Linked DNA regions of Mus musculus: all the other regions are linked to region 2. The links are chromatin contacts, called in public Hi-C and HiChIP or PLAC-seq maps. All regions are on one chromosome and are shown on one strand. Each heading gives the region's core, a stretch centred on a gene start, on an enhancer-like site or on the middle of the called end of the contact. The rest is flanking DNA. Distances are from core to core; before and after follow the strand shown. Region 1 has its middle 13 kb from the start of Gm30958. Region 2 overlaps Tbc1d5 (TBC1 domain family, member 5). Region 3 has its middle 38 kb from the start of Dazl.

Region 1 (4,665 bases), core at 123-2,622, 430 kb before region 2:
AGAAGTAGGTTCCAATGCCAGGGAAGGAATGGATGTGCTAGCAAGGTGAGGGCAAGCAGGCAAAGAGCAGACACCTCCTCCTACAATGTCCTAATATCGACTTCCAGCAGAAGGTATGGCATAGGTTAAATGTCTTCCCACCTCAAGATCCAGATTAAAGACGTAAGTCTTCCTACCTCAAAGGTCCAGACTAGAAGTGGATTCACCCACTTTGAACCAAGCAAAAAATCTCTCATAGGTGTACCCTCCATTTCTGGATTATGCTTCACCCTGGATGTAGTCAAGTTGACAACCAATAACAGCCCTCGTGCTCACCAAAGCAGAAGGCTCAAGGAACCCCACGCCAGCCTCAGCTCATTAAACACACGGAGGGGGGCTCACTACTTGACCAGACCCTATGCTATGTAGTCCATAGTACAGAGAGGCAGTAAGAAGTTAGTTCCCTGAGAGCCTTCCCCATCTCTGGCTAGTTAAGACCTTGGGCAATATTACCTCTCTGTGGCTCAGCTTACAGGTGAAACGGGACTGACAACAGCATCAACACACAAAGACTTTTGTAAAGACGAGCCAGCCACTGGATGATAGTAAAGACCAAGGGCTGGGCCCTGGCAGGTGCTTCTCAGGCACCAAGTTCTGCCTTTGTTATTCCTGGAAGCTCCTGAGAAACATGCGAGAGGACATGACTCCAGGGGGCAGTCAGTCATCATTTCTTAAATTGAATTTTTTTAATATTTAAAGTACTTTATTTAACTGTCTGGTTAGTATTCAATCCACAGTGGTGCCTGGTATTGTCACTTTAGGAAGTTTGAGTCTTAATTATGTCTTATAGGAAGAAAGGCATTAGCGCTGTAAAGATACTTGACACTTTAAGAAACTCCAGAATCCAACTATTACTAATGCCGATACTCACACAGGGTAGTATTGTATAAATATTGTATAAATATTGGAAACTTAAGCTGATTAACCTCTAGCACTTGGTCAAATAGGAAGATAGGACTAAATTTTACAAAAAGATTCCCTGGGGGGATTAAGAGGTGTCCTTAGGCAAGTTTGGGAAACCCAGGGTCAAGTTAAGTGGATTGAGGCTATCTGTCCCACATCCTTGCTGTCCTCAGAGCTTCCTGTTAACTTGCAGTGTAAACCTCCTTTCTGAGGGGTGATTGCTGTCTAGACCCAAGGGCCTTGCAGCACAGCCTCAGAGGTCCACCTTTCTAGCTGGATGCCTTTCCAATCCCTAGCCCAGCCCATTCAGATCCCTTCATGATATCCTGGAGATCGGCACTGGAGTTTGCTATGGACAGAGTGGTGTAGTTCCGGTCCCTGTGCAGTGACTTAAAACATGTCACGTGGGGCTGCAGCTGGGACTGTTCTCTTCGCCTATCTGGAACCAGCTGGTGAGTTTTCATATGTCCTCATGTGACCCATCTGGATGCTGCCTGACACTAGAGTTTGCAAAATTTCCCAAGGTGGAAAACCACTAGCCACTGGGCTGGGAGGAACCCTTGTCTGGGGCCCGTGACAACCTGGGTTAGGAAGTCAAAGGCCAGGCCCTGAAGTGTGTGCAGGGAGACAAAGAAGGGGGACTGACACCAGCTCAGCTAAGGCTGTGTAGAGACAGGACAAGGGAAGCACTGTGAGTCTGAGAGGACTCAGAAAGGGAACTGAGGACAAGGTGACCATGGCGACTGGAGCTACACATAATGTGTTCTTCCTCCCACACCAAACCATATACCAGAAACATATGGGAAGCTCAAAACCAAAGCAAGATTCTTGCTTTGAGTTGATGCAAGCAGAACCCAGGAAGTGGGAGAACCCCACCACATCAGGGTTGGGTCTCTCCAAGGATGCAGCTGGAGGATCAGCTCCAAGAATCTGTGAATGATAGCTAAACGGTACTCTCTCTCCCGAAAGATCTTGTTTTGAATTTGGCTCAGTTGGTGCCATTGTGTGCCCTGTTTCCTTCCACTGTAACAAACTTTATGGGCTGTGACATCATGTCTCTCAAATCCTGTAACTACTGGAGCCAGTGAGAGGGGAAGGGATCTACGAGCCACTGTACTTGGAGGCTTAGCTTCCCTGCAGCAGGAGTATGGATGGTTACCAGACATCCAGTAGGGCAGTTCTCTTCCCATGTAGACATTGTAGCCCTAAGTGAGCCCTAGATGTCTCTAAGCCAAGAGGGACACATCTGTTTAAGCAGTCCTACAGTCCTCACTGTATGACTGGGAAACATTAGTTGTTGACCACTGGGCATTGTTCACATGAGCTTGGGCCCAGCTTCAATGTACTTCTCAGGGCAGTTGCTGCACTAGAATGCAGTCACTAGCCCAGAGGGTTCCAACTCATGTGTTTGTGACACTGTGACAGGCAAGAAACAATATTTATCTATGTTCAGGTCTTATATTGTTTTAGTAGAAGATTTAAATTTATATATTGAGAATATGAGCGGCATCAATATAAAAATACAATGTATTATTCATTATCTGTCCATTTATTTCTTTCAGTCATTCATTCAATCATTCTGGCATTGAAATCTATGCCAAGCAATGTGGTAAACACAGGGAATGAAACAGTGAATAGATTGGCCATGACCCCTGCACATTAATCAGACAGCTAAGCAAACACAAATAAAATACATAAATGTCAAATGTAGTGAATGCTACTCAGGTTTAGAAGATTAATAATTAACATTCCCCTTATCTTGTACCTCCAGCAGCTCCCTCAGTTTAAAAATAGCTGAGAGATTGGCACAGGAATTAAAAAGATGGGAAGAACCATATAGCTTTCATGACTGACAAGAATGTACCATAGGGATGGTTCTTGGAGCTTTGAAGCTTGGACCATGGGTCAGTAGACAGTTGTAGACCAGCAACTTGTTCAGGAAGGGCTCTCTTCCAAATCCAGGGGGGATAAGGGATGGCTCCTCTCTACTAAGGGTGAAACAAGAGTTCCAAGTGTTCTGTTCTACCAGAGCAGAACCTCTGCTTAGAGCCTGTGGGATGAAGACTAGGGGCATCTGCCCTTGATGTCCAGGCAAGCCTGGGCACAGAGAAAGATTACAAGAGACAACTGACCTAGACTCCAGGTACATGAGACACTTGATTCCCAAGCAACTCTGTTCTTTGCAGATTTTGATGTTTAGCAAAATGATTCCCCCCACAAGAGCAAGAAGCCCAGTGTTGATGCTTACTATACAACCTGTGGAGACTGGAGGCAGACAAGACACAATGATGCAGGAATTACAAAACTAACTAACAAACAGGGTTCCCAGTCAAGTTTGCAAATTCACATTTAACTGCATATCCAGGTTTTATTGAAAACTACAGGTGGGCAGCTGGTCATGGTGGCTCATGCCCTTAATCTTAGCACTTTTGAGGCAAAGGCAGGCAGATCTCTGAGTTTGGGACCAGCCTGGTGAAGTAGGATGCTGTTACAGGGGCCAGTGACCTGAAGATAGACAAATGACACAGACTCCAGTCCTGTTTTGGAGGTAGGTAGTCTCTTAAAGACAGTGATGTGGTGGGTATGAGAGCATCTATGGTCATGGGAAGCTGGCCTGAGTGAGTCACTGGATGGACTGAGATATCAGTTGCCACAATGTCAGAGAAGAACAATGACATCAGCCTTGACACTGCATTTTTGCTGTTCTGGTATGATGTCACATTAGTTCCAATATCTACCTGCTTATCAACTGACTTTAATGTAGTTTACTTTTGAAATGAAGATGAGGGTCTCAGGTGCTGCCAGACAACAGCATTCACAGCACATGGCTCACAGTCCTAGTGTTGCTGTTTCTCAAATGCCATTGTAGGTGACTGAGAGAATTATGAAAAGGCTGGAAATCGGCAGACTGTGCAAGCTAGTCCATAGGCAGGTGGGGCACTGGTCTGATTATGTGACCCTAGACAAATCCCTTAATTTTTTTGTATTAAATGAATATAATCTGTCAGATCATATGGCTGGTACAAACTTCCTGTGGATTACAAATATGGAAAATCTTTTAGTAATATTTAGGAATTATTATGGACTGGTATGTGTGTGTGTGTGTGTGTGAATACATATGTGTGCATATGTGCACATGTGTGTGTGAATGTGTGCATGTGTATCTACATATGTGTGCATATGTATATAAGTGTGCTTGTGTATGTGAGTGTGTGCATGTGTGTCTACATATGTGTGCATATGTATATATGTGTGCATGTGTGTATGGGCATGTCTGTGTGATGTTTGAACAGTTGATCTCCTTGTGATCAACTCTATAAGAACACAGATTGTCGTGTCCTCCCCACTCTGCCCTGAAGACACAGAGCAGGCTGCAGCCTGTCCCTGTCTGTCTAGCTGTCCATACACTGGCTCACACACTGGGCTCATCTTCATCTCTGGTCCTCCTATGGTAAGTATAGAGCTTGTGGTCCAGCTCCTCTACTCTCCCTAACCTCCTCCCCATCACTTGGAGGTCAGCAGCAATGTGGGACCCACTCCAACTCCTTCCTGAGCTGCTCTTTGAGCTGATGCCCCAAGATAGGGTACTGGGAAGCCAGCCCAGGATGCACCCTCTGAGGTGGGTGTGGCTGCCCCAGAAGGAAGCTTTCATGAAAGACCAGGTATCTGCATCCTGTGTCTTTTCCAGCATTCACATGGTTAGGTTTTAATCCTTGATGCGAT
Region 2 (4,675 bases), core at 537-3,036:
TGTGGCATTAAACCTCTCTATATAATGTTTTATTTTCCTCCTTAACTATGTAAACTAGCTTGATAATATTTTTGTTACTGTGGAAACACCAACACTTAGAAAGCAGTCTTTGTACGAAGTTCCCTGCAGAGATCTTCTGAAAACCTTTTCTTCCAGAACAGTGTTGCCTTGAGCTGAAGAGTTTTCAGAAGGAATGTTAGCACTGGCATGGCCTGCTAGGGTAAATTCGCAGCCCTCACTCAACTGAGGGCTAGGTATTCTCAGGATGTAGGTATAAGCTATGCAGTGTCCTAGAGCTGTATGGACCAGTGTACTATATTAGATATGAAGCAGATTGCTATGGTGCCCTGAAATCCAGGCTATGTTCTGCTTATTGAGTGGATCTCCTAGAATAGGCTATATATGCAGAGGTTCTAACTTCACATAAAGGCATTATTGGGATCAGACACAACCATGTCTGGATATAGTCTATCCTTTTTTCATTCCCTTTTCCTTTCAACACACAAAGCAAATGGCTGTGTCCCTTGGACTCTAGGACAATGGAAGTTATTTGTCAAGCATCTCTTAGGAGTCTCTGCTGGCAAATGTCTTGGAAGGAAGGTCAGAGAATGAAGAAATAGTATTATGCTCCTGTAATGTCCTACAGATAATATTTTTGTGGTTTTCTTTCCTCAAAAAACCCCAATGAGATGAACAGGTGCTACAGTGAGTGAGCTGAGGGAAACAGTGGCTTATCTAGTTCAGGGGATGCAGAGCATCTCCTGTTCCCTCTGCCCCAGGTTCATCTCACGGTGGCTGGAACCTTCTCTATCGGACTGACAAACTCTCTGTCAGAGTGTGGGGGCAAAGGGAATTCTAAACACATTCAGACAAAGGGCCAGTTCTGACTGAGTTGTCTTAGAGCCCTACAGCAAGAGTAACATCCAAGAAGGCAGGGACACTGGGGAACCCTGGCGCCAACAAAACAGTGTGCCCTGCAGCAGGCACACTGGCTTGTTCCATAATTACTGTTGAATATAAAATCTTGATAAAAGAAAAATGATGGAGAGTATTTTAATATAAATAGGATTAGTTTATTATATGCATATGAATATTTTAAATTAAGCCAAACATGATATGAGGTTTAATTACTATTTTATTATTCTCATTTTAGCTTGAATTTGAATGAAAGAATCTTGAATTCTAAACTTCCATGTAACATAAATATTCTCATTATAATGTATTTCAACTAAAAGGTGCAAAGAAAAAGATTAATGATTGTAATCTTAAATATTTATGTCTTAAAATCCCATGGGAAGTACTGAAAATGGATAAGCTTTTACTTCTTAAGCTAAACTAATGGGTAATATTAAAATGCTAGTTTTTGACTGTAAACTGTTATGACTCACTATTTATGGTGGTTACATTGTACACTGGTTAAATCGTATGGCAAAAATTTTAATATGAAGGCAATACTTAAAATATTTCAAAATCAGGTTGTGAAAAAGACAAGTGGTAATTTTTTAGGTGGAATATGGGTAGTTAAAACACAGAAACAGATCTTACAACAAATTCGTCAAATATTGTTACAAACAATTCATCCAGTAACAAAAGTCCTTCCTTGTGTCAGCCATCCTACAGAACATAACGTTGCAAATGACCTCAAACATAGGTTGAATCATATTTGGCAAAGAAAAAGAGTTTTCACTGTGAACAGAAAATCCACAAGGCCTGATGCCACCAAAGTAGGCCCTAAGAGTGAACTTTTGTTTTACACAACAGTGCCACTTAGTGGCCAAACTATGGTAGTGGACCAGTGTGCTGAATGGAGAGTAGGGCCAGTAACTGGGTTTGGGAGAGAGTTGTGACACTGTAAGTGGCCAGAATGGGGTGGGGCAGTACATGCCAACAAATGAGAGAAGAGGGAGGGAGGGAAGGAGAGAGGGAGGGAGGGAGGGAGGAGAGAGAGAGAGACAGAGAGACAGAGACAGAGAGAGACAGAGGATGGATAAATAGATGACAGACGGGTGATTAGACAGATGGTAGACAGGGAGGTGGCAACTGTACCTTGGAGGTCAGTTAGAGCCTGGACAGGAACAGAAACCTGAGCATCGCTTCCTGTAACTACGTCGCCTAGATTTCATAAGAAAAAATAATTAGATATGATAAAGGAAAATAGACAACCTTTTGCCTTTCATACTCAATATTATAATATTTTATCGAATTATTAAAATTTATAGAACAGAAAATACAGTGGAAACTTAGATAAACATCTGACGTGTCTTTAAAGTAAGCAATGTCTTTAAAACGATGTTTCCAGTGGAGAGTTTGTGTCTGTTTTTACTAAGGAAAAGTTCACAAGTTCCTACTATAAGTTTCTACTATACTGTGGATTGGAAACCTCAGTATAAAAGTATAAAGGACTTCTCTGAGGAGATTTTTATGGCATTACAAATATTAGTATGTTTTAAAATATATCTTCTAAAAAAGACTTATTCATATGGAAGTTATATAACACTTATTAACAGGCATATTTTTTCAAAACTGATTTCTTCCAATGTAAAAAAAAATATTTTTAAACTAAACTTTAAAGGAAATTCATAGGAAAGACCTAAGCAAGCTCTAATTTCATGTTACCTAGTGAAAATATTTCAAACTTACCACATGTATTTTCAAATGCATCTGTGAACTACATCCCTTTATTATAGGCAATTATTAAATTGAAACCATAGTAAATGCTTATAATAAAGCAGTGTTCCAAAAAAAAAAAAAAAGAAAGAAAGAAAGAAAGAAAGAACCAGATGGGCATATAGAAAAGAAAACCGAGCTGGGAGAGCAGGTCTTAGTGACCCAGAAGGAAGAGTAGGAGAGGAGAGGAGAGCCACCCAGACACTGCCGTCCCTCCAGCTCTTCTGTTTCTGGGGCAGCAGTGTTCAACAATTACCAGTCACAGCCGTCAGACTAACCCCTAGAGACGGCAGTGTCGAAGGCTATTTCGTGGTTACTAAATAGAAGAAAGCAAGTCTTTTAAAAGTCTCCAGGATTCCTGTGTACAGCCTATGACTTTGTAGGCTTGCTTCTTCTTCAGCTTTTATATAATACATGCATATGACAACTATGTATTCATTTTACTAATATATATATAAAGTACTAATTAATATACTATAAATAATATGATTAACATATATAATAATATACAGGATCTCACACACACACATTTTGGTAAAAATCGATTTTAAACGAGATAGCATCCCTCAGTGTTCTGGCCACTTAATGTACTCTGATTTGTAGCGCGGCCACACTGTGTCATTACTGCATTCCTATCAACTAACAGGACAGAGAAATGTTCTCCTATAACCAAAATAAAATTGTGAAAGGGACCACATCCCACAGAAAGGCTTTGGGTAGAAAGAAAATGGTCACAACCTAAGTTTCCATAATAACATTTCCTAAATTGATAAATGGTAGGCTCAATTTCTGAACATTTTCAAGTCTATACCAGTTACCCGTTTTGCTATATAGATTTCTCATTTTAATATTTAAGGTAACGATTACTAAGAAGATGAGGGAACAGCAGCTCTGCTGATTTTCTTTTCCTCAGCGGACACATAAAGTCCACCATGAACGTTAAGTTACACATGCCTGCATCTGGGTGACAGAACCTCCCCTTAGAAATACAAATCACTATAACCTAGGAAACACATTTCCGTCTTTGCAAACAACCTTTGAACTTTCCCTCGGAGTCCCCTGAGAAGGCTGTCACTCGGTGGAGGGCTCTCTAGAACAGGAGCCTGCAGGCAGGCTGCGGTGGCTGGAGCTGTCAGTGAGGACACAGGGTCTGCAAGAATCCAGCACCAAGGCCAGAGTTGGAGGCACTCTCTTTATTCAACATCAAATGAAGGATACATCTGTCACCGTAAGCAGCACAGGTTTCCTGAGTCCGCAGGTTCCTAGGCATCAGCTCAGAGAGCTTGTTTAGGTGTGAAAACCATCAGAGCTCCAGGCATGGTTTAGGTTTTACAGTAAGGGAGGAAGATCATCAAGTAAGAAGCTCCAGCTCCATAAATGGCTCTTTTGGCCTTTACTTTATTTGATCTTTTATGTAAGTAGGAACACTAGCAGGAATTCTTGTTGTTAATATAAGTTTTTGTTGTTATTTTGGGGGGGGGTGTTGGTGGGAGTTCACATGAGAAGAATGAACCAGAAACAAACTAAAAGAGCTATAAAACAACAAACAAGGGCAATTTCTTTTAGGATAGGGATCAGTTTCAGAATGCTCTGTGATGCTCAGGCTCCACTGTGGTGCTGAAGTGCTCCGCTGCCTCCTTATAGCTGGGGAATCAGTCTTCAGCGATTGTTCCATCTTCATGCGCTTCCTTTCTCACTTACTGTGATATTAATACTTGACATTTCCTCAGAGATACAACTTTATATTCTATAGTCATTTGGCTTGGTTTCTCAGAAAATTTAAACTAAAGCATTAAGAGATTCTCTGACTCATTTGCCTGCCATCAGTTAGAATTACAACAGACTAAAGCTTGTTATCAAAGCAATATTGAAATCATATTTGTTTAGAACAATAAAACAGTACAATTAAGAGATATATAAAATAACATTCATTTCCATTCTGGAAGTGGGCATGTCTCCTGGCATTAAGATACATTTCAACATGTTAATGACTTGATGTCTCCTTTTC
Region 3 (4,591 bases), core at 143-2,642, 470 kb before region 2:
GAATCTGAGCTAGGTTGTCGTTTTTTAATTTTTATTTGTACAGAGGCACTCTATCCTTGAACATTTTTTTCCCTTGCTCCTCTGGGCATGCATTCCTACCCAGGCTGAGTTTTCCCCTAAGAAAGGGCCTATGTGGTTTTTGTCTCTCCAAGTTATGATCAGGGAGGACCAAGGACCACACTGTTTAGTTTCCCTCTACGGCATTTTATCAGTAAATGTCTGTACTCTGGAATAAATTTCGGATGAGCAAGCCAAAGTGGACTAAGTAATGTGAGTCCGGGTGAGGTGAGGTGAGGTGAGGTGATGCTGTTGACTTAACAGAACACCTGAGGGGTTGTTCTGCTACTGATAGGCATTGGTTCTCTGGGTGCCAAGACTGTATCACGGAACGGCTCCAGGAATAGTCGGGCACTGAGGCTACCAGATCTTATTTGCCATGGTTAATCCTGACTGTCAACTCAATCAGATTGAGAGATGTCTAGAAGATCTGTAAAGAATACTCCTAGGGGAGCTCTGGAGATGTTTCTAGAAAGAAATAACTAAGGCAGGGATGACCCCTCTCGGGTCTGTGTCAGCATCCCAGTCGCCAGGCCCAGGATAGAATAGAAGGGGAGACTGCTGGAGGAGGGCTTCCTCAGTCTGTTTCCTGGCTGCCCCCACCTTTTGAAGCCTGTAGCATCCCTGAAAATGCTGAATGTCTCCTTATACCTACCATGCTATCCAGGAAGTTCTCTGTGATTGAAATAAAAATTTCAGTCCATCTTCTCTTGCTTTACTACAGGATTCTTCACTCATCCCTCAAGGCATGGCTTAGATTTTTCTGTCATTGTGATTGTTTTCTAAATCCCCCTCCCCCATCCTGACCATTCTGGCCGGTAGTAACTGCTACCTCCCCCTCCCTGGGCTTTCAAAGCCTACTGCTTCCCTTCCACACAACTTGCCACACAACTTCACTGTGCCAGGTGGTCTCATGAAAGTTTCTTGTGCTGTCTGAAGCTTTCGGCTGCATCATCTGTAGAATGTAAACACAACCAGTCCCACCTCATAGGGTCACTGTAAAAAACGCCACGGCACTTGGCGGCATGTGGTGAAGTATACATTTACTACTAACACTCGAGGCAGGGGCAGGGACAGGGACAGAGGCAGGGGCAGGGACAGAGACAGGAGCAGGGGCAGAGGGAGTCTCCGTCACGAGTTCCAGGCCAGCCAGCCAGGGCTATGTAATGAGATCCTGTCTCAGAGAGCAAGGAAGAGTGAGAGAGAGAGACAGAGAGACAGACAGAGAGAGACAGAGAGGGAGAAAGGGAACTTTCTAAGTCCTTGCTTAGCACAGTGCTGGGAACACAGTAAGGACTCAAAATCAGTGGTAGCCACTGTCACTGCTATAGTAATCATCACAATTATTCATCATATGGAACCACGGCTTGGCAATATTAGCTGTGAGAACTGAAGTCTGTCTCTCTTTGCTCTACTTCCTTTTTTGACATTTGCTTACTCATTTATTGTGTCACTTATAAAAGATGATTATGACCTTGTGTGACCAAATGTAGCTGCTTTCTCATTCAGGTATATGTATGCTGTATGGAGGTTGTAATTATTTGTTTTTTTTTTTTTTTTTTTTTTGATGAAGGTACTGAAAGGTCTGAAGAACCACAGCTCTGACTCTCATTGACTTTTTTGAATTAGGACAAAGCAACAGCCAACTCTGATCCCTGTAAAGAGCATTAGTGAGGCAGAACTGGGCCTCATTCCATTGTTCCACAGACATTTGCAAATGATCGTAGAGATAAGTCTGGTGAATCAGTTGGGTGAGGTAGAAAGAATAAAGGGCTCAGTTCAAGCCTTGACAGTGATCTTTAACTCTAAGCCTCAAGTGCCCTCTCAGCAAAATGGGAGCACTAGTAGCTCCCACAGCTCAGGACTGTTACAGAGATGAAATCATACTATGCATAGAAAGAACACACGTGTTTATGGTACATTGCTGGTAGTCAGTAACTATCCAAACACATCTTGATGCAGGAGTTGGAAGGGTCTCAGATGATGTTGATCAGGGTCTCTAGACACAGAGCCTGAAAAAGAAAAAAAATATTTTTGTTTTGTTGTTGTTTTTTGTGAAAGTGACTTACTGAAGGAATATAACTTTTAAGAATAGCTCATAGGAAAACATAGCAAGGGAGAAGCCAAAGAACTTTGAGAAATGGTAGATTCTACCCTCAGTCTGACTCATGAGGGCCCAAGGGCATCCACAGAGCAGAGCACTTCCCCCACTTCCCCCACCCAGGCAGAGGCTGGCTCTTTTAAGTCTCCTATCAGTCACTCTGCAGATTGACTAGTGAATAGATAGATTCTTTAGCTTGAGCTCAGATAACATGAAAGGAAACAGGAGCTTGCAAGAGCAAAAAAAAAAAAAAAACCAAAAAAAACCAAAACCAAAACCAAAAAAACCAAACAAGTTGGGGAGAGGATGTTGGGATGGGAGCTGAAGACTTACAGAGTTTACCACACAGCCAATGGGAGCCGCTGAACTCTCATGAGTGGGGGCTGTAACTTGATAATGGGTGAGCCAGGTGCCTCGATGATCCTTTTATGGCATCTCTTTGTTGTCAGGCTGAAGATCACATTTTCTGCCCTGACCTTCAACCAGCTACTTTAATTGGAGCCCAATCCTGCCCCATCTCTTCAGGCTCAGTGTACCCTGGTGGTAGTATTGCACAGATGCCCAGCAGAGCCATCTGGGCTGCGCCTGTCCACCCCCCAGCCCCACCCATACTCACACACTTTAGGATCTTGGGAAAGCTGCTCCTTGTTTGCAAGGCAGTCATTAAAGACTAGATGGGACTGATAATTTTTATGGCCTGAAAAGACGGTAGGAGTTAACGGCAAAAGGGAGCCTTATCCACACAATGGCAGGGCCGTGCACAGGAGCATATTTCCACCCAGGGCCAGGATGTGCTTGCGGTCTGTTTCCTGTGTGTGGATGACAGTGTCACCAGCCAGCTTCCTGCTTCTGTTAGCACGCCATGCCTTACCCGACATTACGGACTCTGGAGCCTCAAGCCAGATCAGCTCGTTTTTCCTTGCCTTGCTTTTGTCCGTACCATCTTATCACAGCGACAGAAAAGTAACCTAGAAACTGATACCAGCGCGGCAGGGAACATGATTTCTGTGTTTTGGAGGGATGTAGAAGATTCTGGAACTTTGGAGTAAAAAAAAAAAAATGTTGAATGTTATAAGCAGAGCTTTGTGGGTGTTCTGGTAGGAGCCTGGAAGACAGTAATGAGGTCAGAGAGAGAGTCCAGCTCTAGAGGGTTCAGAGGGATACAAGGATTCTACCAACAAGTAGGCTGGTAAAGACTCTGGCTACCTTCTGCCCATGTCCCAAGAACGCGGCTGAGGGTAAATGAAAATGTGATAGGCTGATTTTATTGGCAGAGGAGATCTCAGGCAGTGTGATGTTGAGTCTGTGGAATGCTTATAACCAGTTACTCTCATACAGCCCTATAATGAAAAGTTGCAACAAATGAGGCAGAAAGAAGTGGGGAAATTGTGCAGTTTGGTGAAAAAAAATCACCAGAAAGCTTAGTAGTCTAGCTTAAGTCATGCAATGAAGAAGGGGCTGGGTTTAGCATGCTAAGTGGGCAGCCCAGTATGTATGGAAAGCACAAACTGGAGTCAGCGGGTTGTATGTGCAGGTTGTGTGTGTGAGTGTGTAGACACAGGCGCACCCCTGTGTACATAGACGCTTAGAGAAAAGGACATGAGTTTGAGAAGGGTGTTACTGGGGACTTGAAAGGAGTTGGAGGGGGAGAGGGAGTGGGGGAAATGATGTAAATACAATGTACTCATATATAAAATTCTCAAAGAATTTAAATAAACATTGAAATTAAAAATATAAAATGGAGATTTTAAAATACATAATTAAAAATTTTAAAGGCTAGACAGGAATATTATGTGGCCAGCAAAATTGCTGAGTTTCTCAGGTACCTCAGCCTCTATAGAAAGAATCATTTCTCAATTAAAATAGTGTGGTCTAGAGAGACGAGTCATAAAATATCAACAATTTCAAACTTTTATGCCCTTGTGAAAAATGTTACATGTTTTATTTTACGAAAATAATATGACTTCATTAAATGCATTTTAAAAAGCAAAGATTTTAGAGATATATTTAGCTAGGAAACAAGATTAAAGTGAATGAATATGTATCAAAAATTCTACTGGGATTAACCATAATATCTAGGCAGTATGAACACTTTGAAACTTTCCATAAATGTATATATAGTGATGTTACTTTTAATTTTCGTAAATTATTTTTGAGGTACTATTGTTATTTTTACTATTATTCTTATGTCGTTATTTTGTGTGAGGGAAGGAAGCACTAAGGAACATGGACTTCAGAAGACAACCGGCTAGAATCAGTTCTGGTCTCCTACCTACCATGTGTATCTTAGGAAATTAAACTCAAGTTGTTGTATGTCTGTTGCTAACTGTGGCCTTCACCTACTACGTCATTTTAACAGCCTTGGTTTTGAGATAGGTTTTTAAGCAAGAGGATTTCAAAGGTTCCTCAGTATAATGAAAACCAAGCAAACAC

Evidence for each region. Hi-C and Micro-C count contacts between places; a contact is called where the count stands out from the background. HiChIP or PLAC-seq counts read pairs in DNA pulled down with a chosen protein or histone mark.
Region 1: a contact with region 2 is called in a Hi-C map of bone marrow-derived macrophages, with 16 read pairs. The contact joins two enhancer-like sites. A contact is called at or near these places in 9 of 484 Hi-C or Micro-C datasets (the AML12 cell line, CD8 T cells, the HPC-7 cell line and 4 more), 1 of 115 datasets of contacts at active chromatin or transcription factors (embryonic stem cells) and 1 of 9 other capture datasets (embryonic stem cells).
Region 3: an H3K4me3 HiChIP or PLAC-seq map of bone marrow-derived macrophages shows a contact between it and region 2, with 11 times the contacts expected there. The contact joins two enhancer-like sites. A contact is called at or near these places in 3 of 15 datasets of contacts at CTCF or cohesin (large pre-B cells, pro-B cells and stem cell-derived epiblast-like cells), 13 of 484 Hi-C or Micro-C datasets (the Ba/F3 cell line, CD4 T cells, Th2 cells and 8 more), 10 of 115 datasets of contacts at active chromatin or transcription factors (Th17 cells, acute myeloid leukemia, bone marrow-derived dendritic cells and 7 more) and 1 of 9 other capture datasets (embryonic stem cells).

What each region holds. Positions count from the first base shown.
Region 1 is chr17:50,368,054-50,372,718 of GRCm38.p6, forward strand. No RefSeq gene overlaps it. Among named protein-coding and RNA genes, the nearest start is that of Gm30958, 13 kb to the right of the region's middle. Within about 2 kb of position 1,373, at least 37 of the 459 cell types and tissues checked have an H3K27ac peak or open chromatin away from gene starts, as enhancers often do. A contact at or near this core is called in bone marrow-derived macrophages, where this site is marked.
Region 2 is chr17:50,793,880-50,798,554 of GRCm38.p6, forward strand. The region is part of intron 17 of Tbc1d5 (TBC1 domain family, member 5); the gene reads right to left. Among named protein-coding and RNA genes, the nearest start is that of Gm41598, 5.4 kb to the left of the region's middle. Within about 2 kb of position 1,787, at least 8 of the 459 cell types and tissues checked have an H3K27ac peak or open chromatin away from gene starts, as enhancers often do. A contact at or near this core is called in bone marrow-derived macrophages, where this site is marked.
Region 3 is chr17:50,328,984-50,333,574 of GRCm38.p6, forward strand. No RefSeq gene overlaps it. Among named protein-coding and RNA genes, the nearest start is that of Dazl, 38 kb to the left of the region's middle. Within about 2 kb of position 1,393, at least 82 of the 459 cell types and tissues checked have an H3K27ac peak or open chromatin away from gene starts, as enhancers often do. A contact at or near this core is called in bone marrow-derived macrophages, where this site is marked.